Linked DNA regions of Macaca mulatta: region 2 is linked to region 1. Evidence: chromatin contacts called from public Hi-C data. All regions are on one chromosome and are shown on one strand. The core of a region is the stretch at or near the end of the contact, and the rest is flanking DNA. Distances in the headings are between cores, read along the strand shown.

Region 1 (5,167 bases), core at 1,960-4,459:
TCAACTATCTCGAAGGCACACCTCTCAGGCAAGAGTGAACAGCCCAGGACAGGCTTCTAATGTCCTGTCTGGGGACCGCCAGGCCTGGAACAGCAGTGAAAACAATTCAGGATTTCTGGAGCCGGTGAGACAACTATTCCCGGTTCCGGAGAGACTGAGGGGCGGCAGCCCTCCGTGCGATCCCAGGAAGGGCAGTAAAGAGGGCGGCCCCAGGACAGTGCCGGTTGTCGGGCGCCCCGGAAACCGAGCCCATCAATTATCCCGCGGCCTTGGGCCCCGCAGAGCTGCCCTCTGTGCCCAGCTTGGCCAGGGCCCCTGCGTCTTCTGTGCCTCTGGAATGTGGACAGAAAGATTCCACATCTGGACTTTTATCTGCCTCAGCTCTGAGCGGTTCTCGCAGCAGATGCCGAGTCCCCAGGCGCTGGGCAGGGGAGCAGGTCCCTCGGCTGGCTTAGGAGCCCAGTCTCACGGCCGCTGCTCTGTCGGTCCTTTCTTGTTAAAACCAGTGGTTTCTGGCCTCTTAATTCCCTGGGTTCAAAGGTGGGATGGGGACGCCCAGCTGGAAGGGGTGCTTTAAGACCAGGCAGGCGCGGGCCATTGAGCCCCTTGGGACTCAAACAGGATGTGTATGTGGGAGGAGGGAATGGGTGGGAAGAACCTACGTTTGGCTGAGTCCTGGTCAGCTCGAGGTGATCCTTCAGCTCTGGGCTGCAAGGCCCAGGCCCCTGGTGCGAGTGGAGAAGGAGAGAATAAGGGAGTTCACCGATTGCTAAGGCGCACGAGTGAAGAGCATAGAGTGAAGGCCTGGTTTCTCATGGCCCTTGCTCCAGCTCAAGAACTCGCACCCACTAATAGGGGAGCGCTAGGGGAGGGGCAACTCGGAGCCATGCCTGGAGTACAGGCCGGCAGGGAGCAAAGCCACCTTTGTCACCGCCCCTCCTGGCGCAGGACCTTCAGGTTTCCTGTTTGGAGGAGGAGGGGTGGGGAACCCGCAAAATTCAATAAAGCAAAAAGGGGAGGAGGAAGGAGGGGGCCTGGCGGGGCCTTTGCGGCGGCCCGAGCGTTAGTGTCCCTACTCTGGCCTGATCGGCTCGCCCCTGAATGGGCAGTGCCCGCCGCTGGCGTTCGGGAAGAGAGCCGGGCCGGCTGGCTGTGCGTGCCCATTAATCTGCCGGGCGGGCGGCGGGCGGGCGAGCTGTGGGCTGTTTGTAACTTTGCTGCCTCGGTCGCCGCGGTCCCTGGGGAGCGGGCTCCGGCGCTCGCTCCCATTGGCCGCCGCGGCGTCAGCTGGTGCGATTTGCTGCTGTCGCTTTTGGCGTTCGGCCATCCAGAAACAAACCAGTTCGATGACTACTAATAGTTATAGCCAGATGTACTAATACACAACAAATCACAGTCCTGCAGAGGGGCGCGCAAATGAGTTCCTATTTTGTGAATCCCACTTTCCCCGGGAGCCTGCCCAGCGGCCAGGACTCCTTCTTGGGCCAGCTGCCCCTCTACCAGGCCGGCTATGACGCGCTGAGGCCCTTCCCGGCCTCGTACGGGGCGTCGAGTCTCCCGGACAAGACGTACACCTCACCTTGTTTCTACCAACAGTCCAACTCTGTCCTGGCCTGCAACCGGGCGTCCTACGAGTACGGGGCCTCGTGTTTCTATTCTGATAAGGACCTCAGTGGCGCCTCGCCCTCGGGCAGTGGCAAGCAGAGGGGCCCCGGGGACTACCTGCACTTTTCTCCCGAGCAGCAGTACAAACCCGACAGCAGCAGCGGGCAGGGCAAAGCACTCCATGACGAAGGCGCCGACCGGAAGTACTCGAGTCCCGTTTACCCTTGGATGCAGCGGATGAACTCCTGCGCGGGTAAGGCATATCCCAAGACAGTGGAGGGAGAGGGGAAAGGAGGCAGGAAAAGAAAGAAAGAAGGAGGAAACCGAGTAGAAAGAGGAATAGAGAGAAAGGAGGAAAGAACTAGCAAAGTTTCTTTGACTTTTTAAAAGAGAAGAAAAAATCAGTTCCCAATGGGGCAATCAGGCCATGGCAGAGGAAGGGCAGGGCCCCAGTGTCCATGTAAGGTGACACTTTAGGGGAGGATGGGGGCACTGAGACGTATATGAGACCTGTGACAGGGACAGCCTGAAGAGAGAGAGAGAGGCTGGTGGGGACCCATGCACCCTGGGTACCCTGCTCAGCTTCCCAAGCCAGTGGGCCTTTTGCACTGGTCACTGATAAATACCCTTTGCTTCCCAACCCCCTCTCCTTTCTGCCCTTCAGAAACCCGTACAGAGAGAGGTGGCCATTTGGCCTCTTCTAGTGTCTCCCCAAAGCCTTGGAGGGCCACAGCCCCAGACTCAGGATTTTTTTTTCTCTCTCTTCCCTCACCTCCTCCCCCTTCCACTCAACTGCTCACTCTTAGCCAACTTCTGCCTTCTTCTGAGCCCATGCCTGAGTTCATACACCTGTCTTGGAGGGATCCCCACCACCCTTGGGGATCTTTGGCACAGATCAGACAGCCCAACACAATCCTACATTGCTAGAAATCCTAGACTAACTATAGCTCCATCTCTTAGCCTCTGGTTTCCAAAGACTCCACAGGGAATCCCAAAGACTCCTAGGAATTCCCTAGGACAGAGCCTAATGCGGATTGTTAAAATTATAATGTTTTGCGTTAAAATCCACTTTATCCTTGGGTGAGTTCTGCGTTTCTCAGAAGGGTCATATAATATGGGAGAATGTGTAAAGATTCAAGAGGGCTGACCATTTTTAACTCTTCAAAAAATGTGTTGAGTTCTGACATGGCTGGTCACAGTAGCATCCTCAGAGAGACCACTATGAATTCAGAGTGTGTACACTACTTACATGGTTCCACACCTCCCCCCCGCCCCACACACACACCCTGCATCCCCACAAAAACACGACCTGGCCGTCCCAAATTAAGAATGCCCATTCTGTTATTTTGATTGTAATGATTTTCCTATGAGGCAGATTTTTCAAAAACAATAATGTCCACCCCAAGTCGTTATAGGTGGAAAACATCTCGCTTGGTATGAAATAATCTCCCATTCAGTATGCTTTGGGCCCCAGACATAGTGGGAGAGGCTGGAGTGGAGGCGGGGTGGTTTTCAGTTCGTATGCCCCTTGTGGGAGGCACTGGGCTGACTGGGTCAACCATCCAGGTCCTGGCTTACCGGCGCCCGGCTGTTTCTGCTCGCAGGTGCTGTGTACGGGAGCCATGGGCGCCGAGGCCGCCAGACCTACACGCGCTACCAGACACTGGAGCTGGAGAAGGAGTTCCACTTCAACCGCTACCTGACACGGCGCCGCCGCATCGAGATCGCCAACGCGCTCTGCCTCACTGAGCGCCAGATCAAGATCTGGTTCCAGAACCGCCGCATGAAGTGGAAAAAGGAAAACAAGCTCATCAATTCCACGCAGCCCAGCGGGGAGGACTCAGAGGCAAAGGCGGACGAGTAGACGCCTGGGCAGGGACCAGGCCAGCGCTGCAACCTCCTTCGGCTTTGCCCCCTTGCCCTCGCCTGCTCCCCAACTTTTCTCCCCGCCTGCTCCCATCGGGGGCTTCCGCAACTTCAGGGGAGCCGGGAGCTTTGCAAGCGTCTGTGCATTTATTTCTTAAAAAACAAAACAAAACAAAACCTCACACACAGCCAATACCAGCGGTGGAGCGGGGCGCATTGCACACACCCAGTCCCGCTCCACAAGGCTGCCCAAACCGGCTCCCGAGTTCTGGGGTGCGCCCTGAAAGCGTCCGGGGCTGCTGTGCTAGTGCCTCTGAGCTCCCCGACCTCGGAACGCCGAGCTGCTAGGGAGGAAAGAGCCCTGGGCCGAGCCCCGTTTCGCGTCTGGGAGTCTGTGCCTAGGTCCCTCGCCAGTAGGTCCCGAAGGGCATCATCAAATTATCTCTGACCAGTTGAAAGAGGGGTTCTAAGTGCTGGAGCCCGGCCTTGTCGCGGCCTCCCAAGCGGCCTCCCAGAACAGGAAGCTCAAGGAACAAAGGGGGCCCCAACAGAGCCCAGTCTCTCGGTCCCGCGTGTGCAACCGTCAGTGGAAAAGAAGCAGCCTCAGCCGAGGCAACCTAACCTGGGCGCGGGTGGAACATTACAGCCCGGGGAGCCCCTGGGATCCCTCAGGCCCCCGGCTCCGGATTCCCGCTCCCTGCCTCCGATAGCGCCCGCGTCGCCGCCACAGCAGCGTTCAGGACCCAACGAGGGGCCCAGGGCCATGGAAGCCGCCAGAGTCCTGGCTTCCAGACGTGCCAGGGGCGCCTGCAACGCGGGGCCTCCAGCGGGGAGACTCCACTTGCCTCTCAGCTATATTTGTGATTTACTTGAGTCTTTCGGAGCCGTGGAAATTAACTACAGAGATACTACGCACTGCCACGATATGCTTCCATTATCGCCCTCATTTTACTCCTGGAGGTCTAAGCAAGACCCCAGTAACCGGCCCCACGGATCCCCAGACCCCAAGCAGCCTCTGTGGCTGCAGGGAGCCTGGGCCCACTCGCTGGGTTCAAGGAGAACCCTCCAACTGGGGGTCCGGCTGGCTCGAGGAACCGGACCCTGTGATGAAGATTTTCCAGGCTGGATACGTAAGCAAATCAAATAGCAAACTAATGACACGAAAACCATATTCACACGAAAGAAAAATCGACTACGGTTATAAAAGTGTATGGAATTTGACCTCGCCTTGCAGAAACACTACACAAAAGCTATCTTTAATAGACGCCTGTCATTTAAGAGCGGCAGGGACACTGTCCCTCATGCGCTCGCAAAAACAGAGCCGTAATTGTAGCTGCTGCTGCTGCGGGCAGGATTTATTTATCCAGTTGGCTAAATGGCTTTCCCCCTTCCCCGAAGGTGATATCTGTATTTTCAAAATTCAGAGCTGCTGGCAGGACGGGCAGAACCGACCCCAACCTCGACACAAAAATAAGAGGGGCTGCAAAACGGGGGAAATAAAGTTGTTGTAAATAAAATGCAAGTCACCACCTTCCCCCAATCCTCTGCATCCTCGCCGGGCGCGCGATCGGCAGCTGACGGCCTAACAATTGGTACATCCTAATGGAACTGCGAGGGAAATGCAATAATTTTGCCATAATGGGCTGTAACCTCAATTCGACCCCGGCCCTTGCAGCCCCCGGTCGGAAACTGGGCG
Region 2 (5,167 bases), core at 1,695-4,194, 41 kb after region 1:
GGGTATATGAACAAATTTTCTAGTCGAGTTTTCAATGTGAATTTGTTCGTACATTATGGCTCCCGAGGGGAAGCGATTACTTTTTTTAATTTTAATTTTTTTAATTGCACTTCTTATAAAGAATGAGAAAAAAAAAATCAAAGGCGCTTTGAAACAGGGGCTCCCTGTGCAAGGATGACTAAGTGTACGTCTTTCCGTGTGTGTATGCTGGTGAACAGTCAGATTTATTTATATTTTTTTGCAAGCATTGAATAATCTAAGTTTTAAATATTATTTATCCCCATCCGTTCGTATTTATATTAAAGAAATTCTGTACCCTGATGGTTCAGAGGGTTCTTGGGCCTTTTGTTCAATTGTGTATTGGCGTACTTAGAATTTTTTTTTTTATTTCAAAGGGAAGTATAATTCCTTTAAACGGTAATGATGCAATAAAACCAGAGAAGATCCAGCTTTTGAAAACAGTGATTTAGGTTTGTAACATCCGGCAAAACTGAAAAAAAAAAATCTGTAAACGCGAAAAATACTAGATTTGTTTTGAGAATTCTACATTCCTTGCTGCTCACATTCTGAGAAACAAAAAGAAATAAAGTTTTTATTCTGAATAATATACGTGTTAAGAAGGGGTTCCTTGGCCGAAGACGTGGGTCTGCGTGGAATTCAGGCCGAGGCGAGCCGGCAGAGCAGGCCGGGCTCAGCAGCCCTTCGGCTCCAGCATGGGGCCTGGCCAGGCTATTCGCCTGGAAGCTCGGCGAATTCTCAGGATGGCGGCTGGGGCTCCAGGCGGCTGCGGCAGCTCTGGTAACGCCGTGCGGCCGGCCCGCTGGGCTGCCCGGTTCCCAGCTGCTGCGGAGGTAGGCCGAGGGCGCAGGGGCTGCCGAGTGCTGTGCTCTAAAGAAACAAAGGCAGCCCGGCCCAAGGCGCAGCGGGAGCGCACAGGTGCCCCGCGGCCGAGCCGGGGGATAACGCAGGGCGGTCTTCTGCTCCACGCTCTTGCTCGGGTCAAATCGGACCAACTAACGTCTAAACCTCGGGATTAGCCAGCCGCGCAGAGGATGCCGAGCACTTTCCGGGAGCAATCGGACTCCTGGTCTCCTCTGGGATGCTTTGCAGTCTATTACAGTGTCAGAAGGAAAGAATGGTTCCTAAAATCTGCACGCGGAGCAAAACAGTTTGAAAGGGACTGAGGCTCACCCGGGTCTCCAGCAAACGGAGGACCGAGCTGGGGAGAGTCACCTGAGCCAGTCCTTCCCTGGACTGCCTGAATCCCAGCATCAGCTTCCTTCTGAATGTAGTATTTGGCATTCTCTGAATTTATTTCCTCTCCATCCCTCCCAGCTTTCTTTTTATGGCCCCAGGGGGAGGGGGAGAGAGCAAGGAGATCCGTATCTTTGTAATAAAAATGCAATTTTATAAGTACTTTTTTGATTTGATGTTACAGGAGCTAAATATTACATTTCCACTCCTGGATTTAAGATAGGGCTGCTTACTGACTGGCTGGTAGAGGCAAAAGAAGGCACAGTAAAGGGAAATATTTTCATCTTCAGATTTAAGGATTCCTCGAGAAAGGAACCAAATTCAGAAAATGCAAACCTCAGACCTGCATCCCATCATCACCCGCTTCAGAGCTGGAAGTGAGGAACCGCTTTCGTCTGGGGATCAAGAGCATCGGATGTGAGAAATAAATCCCTATTCTCCCTGGATTGTATCTTTCAGAGGCAGAAGAGGAAAATGTCGCCATTTTGTTTGCAATCCAAAATATCCATCATCATGGCCGTTATCTTCCCCCTGTGAAGCTCCCTCAGATTATTCTTAGAAGCAGGCACTGGAGCCATTTCTGGGTACTGCTGGGTACCAACGAGCTGCTTTTAGAGAAACTCCTCAGTTTAAGGAAAAGGCTCGGAGGATGCCAAGCCAGGCTGCTGCGGAGAGCTCAGTGTTCCTCTCACACCCAGAGGTGCTTTCCCCATATCTGTCCTAAGGCTGTTGAAATATATATATATATATATATATATATATATATAAAATATTATATATATCCTTTTTAAAGAGTTTGGGCTATGGGAGAAATAGATTTGCTCTCCGCACCTCAACCTCTGTGCCAAAATATGGCGCACCTCAGAAATGCAGAGGCTGCAAAACCAGGCTTTGTGAGGACTAGGGCTTCCACCTTTTGGTCACGCTGAGCAGATACAGGAGTCTTCTTTTAAGTAATCAGTTTAGAGACACGTGTAAAATTACCTGGAAAAATAAGGAACAGCTAGTAAAATTACCTAGAAAAATAAAGATCTTCATCTAAGGATGAAGATCTTTCAGGAATATCACTATTTGAACCCACTTCTGAAATCTACTCTTTAGCTGAGGGAGGGATGGTTTGGAGGCTTCCTCCTTCCCCCAGGGCTAAGATTTTAAAATAAGATTCTAATGTGATTTCCCATATCTTACCAGTCAAGACATTCATTTTGGCTTTCAAAGAAAAAAGTATTGACTTCACCCCCCAGTTTCCTAGATATTAAAAAGAAATCCTTATTAAAATATCCCATGAGTTAAAGTAATAGACTTGGGGAAGATTTCAGTGTTGAGTGGTCAAAGAAAAGGGTTTTCTTCCAGATGGTATTTGAATTAAGGCGGCTGAGGCGGCAGAAAGCTCTCACCCACGCAGCCCCTGACAAAGCCTCAGAGATATGGGGGCAGCGCTGCTCCCTCTCTGCACCCCCCTTCCCTTAAGCCTATACTATTTTCTGGTAAAAACAAATGCCAAAAGCCGCCATCCCAGAGTCCGCAAAGCACCCTTCCTAAAAGGAGCCCTAATCCTTTTCACTGCCAAAATATATATTTTTAAAGGCTAGTTTTCCTTATTTACTTGCATTTCCTGCTCTCCTCTTTGCTTGGTCACATTTTATCTTGGAAGGAGCTGGAAGCTGAAATGTGTTCTTAAGGGCTAGAAGCTGTCAAGGCTTTTGGTGAGCAAGATTGATCGCGCCCAGACTTCCTTCGGAGCTTTGTTTGGAATAAAAGCAAGAAAACTAAAAAACCTCACATTTTCCGAAATAGCATCTCCATCTGCAAGGCAGTGCTCAGTGGTCAATGATATAGGCCACTTATATCTGATTTCCACCCCAAACCCTCTTTGATGCCGGCCTCAGAGATGGGGTCCTGCCTTTGCTCCTTGGTTGGCCTTTCTTGTTTTCTACGTAGATTTTTCTCCCCCTCCAACCTCTCTCTCCCTGGCCATCAGAATGATTTATTTTCCTGCCATTGATGCCTGCCGGCCTGGGGGACTCTGATCACTTCGTCTATTTCAAAGGAAGCAAAAGCGAATCACCATCCTCAGGGTTTGGGGGGGAAAAGAGGTACCTCCAGATCTACCTCTCAGCCTCCTTACCTCTTTCTGGCTTGGTGGATTTTTAAAAAATTATTTTTTGGTACCTAAAGGTGTTATCTTTTGAACCCTCTAGCACCGTCCAAGATGCGCTCAGTCTCAAGTCTCCGAATTGGAAAAAGAGAATGAAGGAGAACGAGAATCTTTATAATTCCTCCTTGGGTCGCCTCCTCTCCCCCGCAGTGCTGTTTCCCACAACAGAACCCGGAAGCAAACATCCCCGGTGCCCAAGGATCAGGAAGGTGTGGGAGGCAGTTCAGGCTGCCAGGGAGCACTCGCTGTATCTAAACCAACCAGCCCCCAGCCAGAGCGCCAAGGACAAGAAGAAGGGTAGAAAAAAAGAGACAGGGAGGGAGAGAGAGGAACAAGCATCTTCTCTTTCCTTGCTGGTAACTTCCAACAGACTTTCTGGAAATCGGAAATACTCACCGCACCCGAGCCCTATGGGTATGAAACCCAGAATGCCAGGAGCCGCACGCGCCTGCTCGGGGCGGCATTTCTTTGGCTGGCCGCCGCCCTGGCTACGGGGATTTGGACACATGGACCTGGGGTTGTTGTCTCGCTTGGCACATGCATCTTTCTCCAGCCACTCCTGAGAAGTTGATGGCGCAGGAAGGTCGGGAAGCTTTGAGAGCCGCCTCCCGTTTTCCGCTTCCCGCCGGAGCCAGATGCAAAGCTGCCGTGGAATAGCCTGCTAACAATGGGCCGAGGGCACAGACTCTGGGCTGGACACTGGGAGGGGGGCGAGAGGCTGCGGGAAGAAGGGGAGGCGGACATAAGAGAGAGGGAGGGAGAAAGGGGGAGAAGAGGAAAAAGAGGGAAAAAGACAGGCAGGAAGCAAAACAGACCGAGAGAGATCAGTTTTGAGATCCAGGAACTGGTTTCAGGAAAAGTGAAGGAGGAAAAGGGAACGAAAAGGAGGACCCCCTCCCAACCAAAATCTTTCTTTTCTTCTCTCTTTTCTGTCTTCTCTTTCTCCATCTCTCCATCTCTCTCTTCTTCCCTCTCTCTTTATTCTCCCTCTCGCATCTCCTCTCTCCCTCTGCTCCTTTCTCCTGCTTTAACAGAACTTATGTGGCTGGGATGCAGGGCCCTCGGGTGTCAAAACTTTGAAGATTAATGGATTACTTTGTTAATGACTGCAGGCGTCAGACTGAGGTGCTTAAATGATTTGTGAGGTGCGAGGCGTCTTCCCGACAGTCCCAAACAATGCGCGGAGTGTGCGGGGGAGGCAGAGGGCAGCCACCGGCGGGACCGACAGCAGGGCTTACACTCGCACACATTCACACACACACACTCCCAGGCGCACACACCAGATCCTTGCAGATCAGGAGGCGCTCAGGCACCCTCGCCCCCACGTACTCCGGGACATCCCCACCCACACCAACATATATGTATTTTTGCCCTGAAAAAAGTGTAAATAAAGCCTCGCTGGCCCCCAATGAGGCGTTCCTTCCCGACTTTTTTGGATCAATCAAACAGACAGTGGCTTCTTTTGATTAAAGCCCAAATTGTCATTGGGCAGAAGCAATCATGTGACAGCCAATTCGGTCCAATTTCAACCTTGTCTCCATGAATTCAATAGTTTAATAGTAGCGCGGTCCCCATACGGCTGTAATCAGTGAATTAGAAAAAAAACACCCTAGCAGCGATATTCTATGATAGATTTTTTTTTTCCTCTGCGCTCGCCTTTTTCCTGGGCCTTGCCCCCCCAAAGCCCCTCCAAAAGAGGGAACTTTTTCTCTGAGGGGGCTCCAAGGAGAAGGCCATGAATTACGAATTTGAGCG

Evidence for each region. A called contact is a pair of places that touch in the nucleus more often than the background predicts.
Region 2: a Hi-C map of sperm shows a contact between it and region 1, with 3 times the contacts expected there. The contact joins the promoter of HOXA2 here to the promoter of HOXA5 in region 1. A contact is called at or near these places in 2 of 14 Hi-C or Micro-C datasets (liver and sperm).

The regions. Positions count from the first base shown.
Region 1 is chr3:101,200,248-101,205,414 of T2T-MMU8v2.0, forward strand. It overlaps HOXA5 (homeobox A5), which reads left to right and starts at 3,210. Exons shown (of 2, transcript XM_015133832.3): 1 at 3,210-5,167. All of the region lies in intron 1 of HOXA3 (homeobox A3), which reads left to right. HOXA6 (homeobox A6) reads left to right here. Exons shown (of 3, transcript XM_028845936.2): 2 at 1,744-1,858; 3 at 3,210-5,005. The coding sequence ends at 3,469. All of the region lies in intron 1 of LOC144340151 (a long non-coding RNA gene), which reads right to left.
Region 2 is chr3:101,241,736-101,246,902 of T2T-MMU8v2.0, forward strand. HOXA2 (homeobox A2) reads left to right here and starts at 2,945. Exons shown (of 2, transcript XM_077998009.1): 1 at 2,945-5,167. The coding sequence starts at 5,148. It overlaps LOC144340152 (a long non-coding RNA gene), which reads right to left and starts at 3,930. Exons shown (of 2, transcript XR_013415900.1): 1 at 3,809-3,930; 2 at 1-2,238. It overlaps HOXA3 (homeobox A3), which reads left to right. Exons shown (of 7, transcript XM_077998008.1): 7 at 1-602.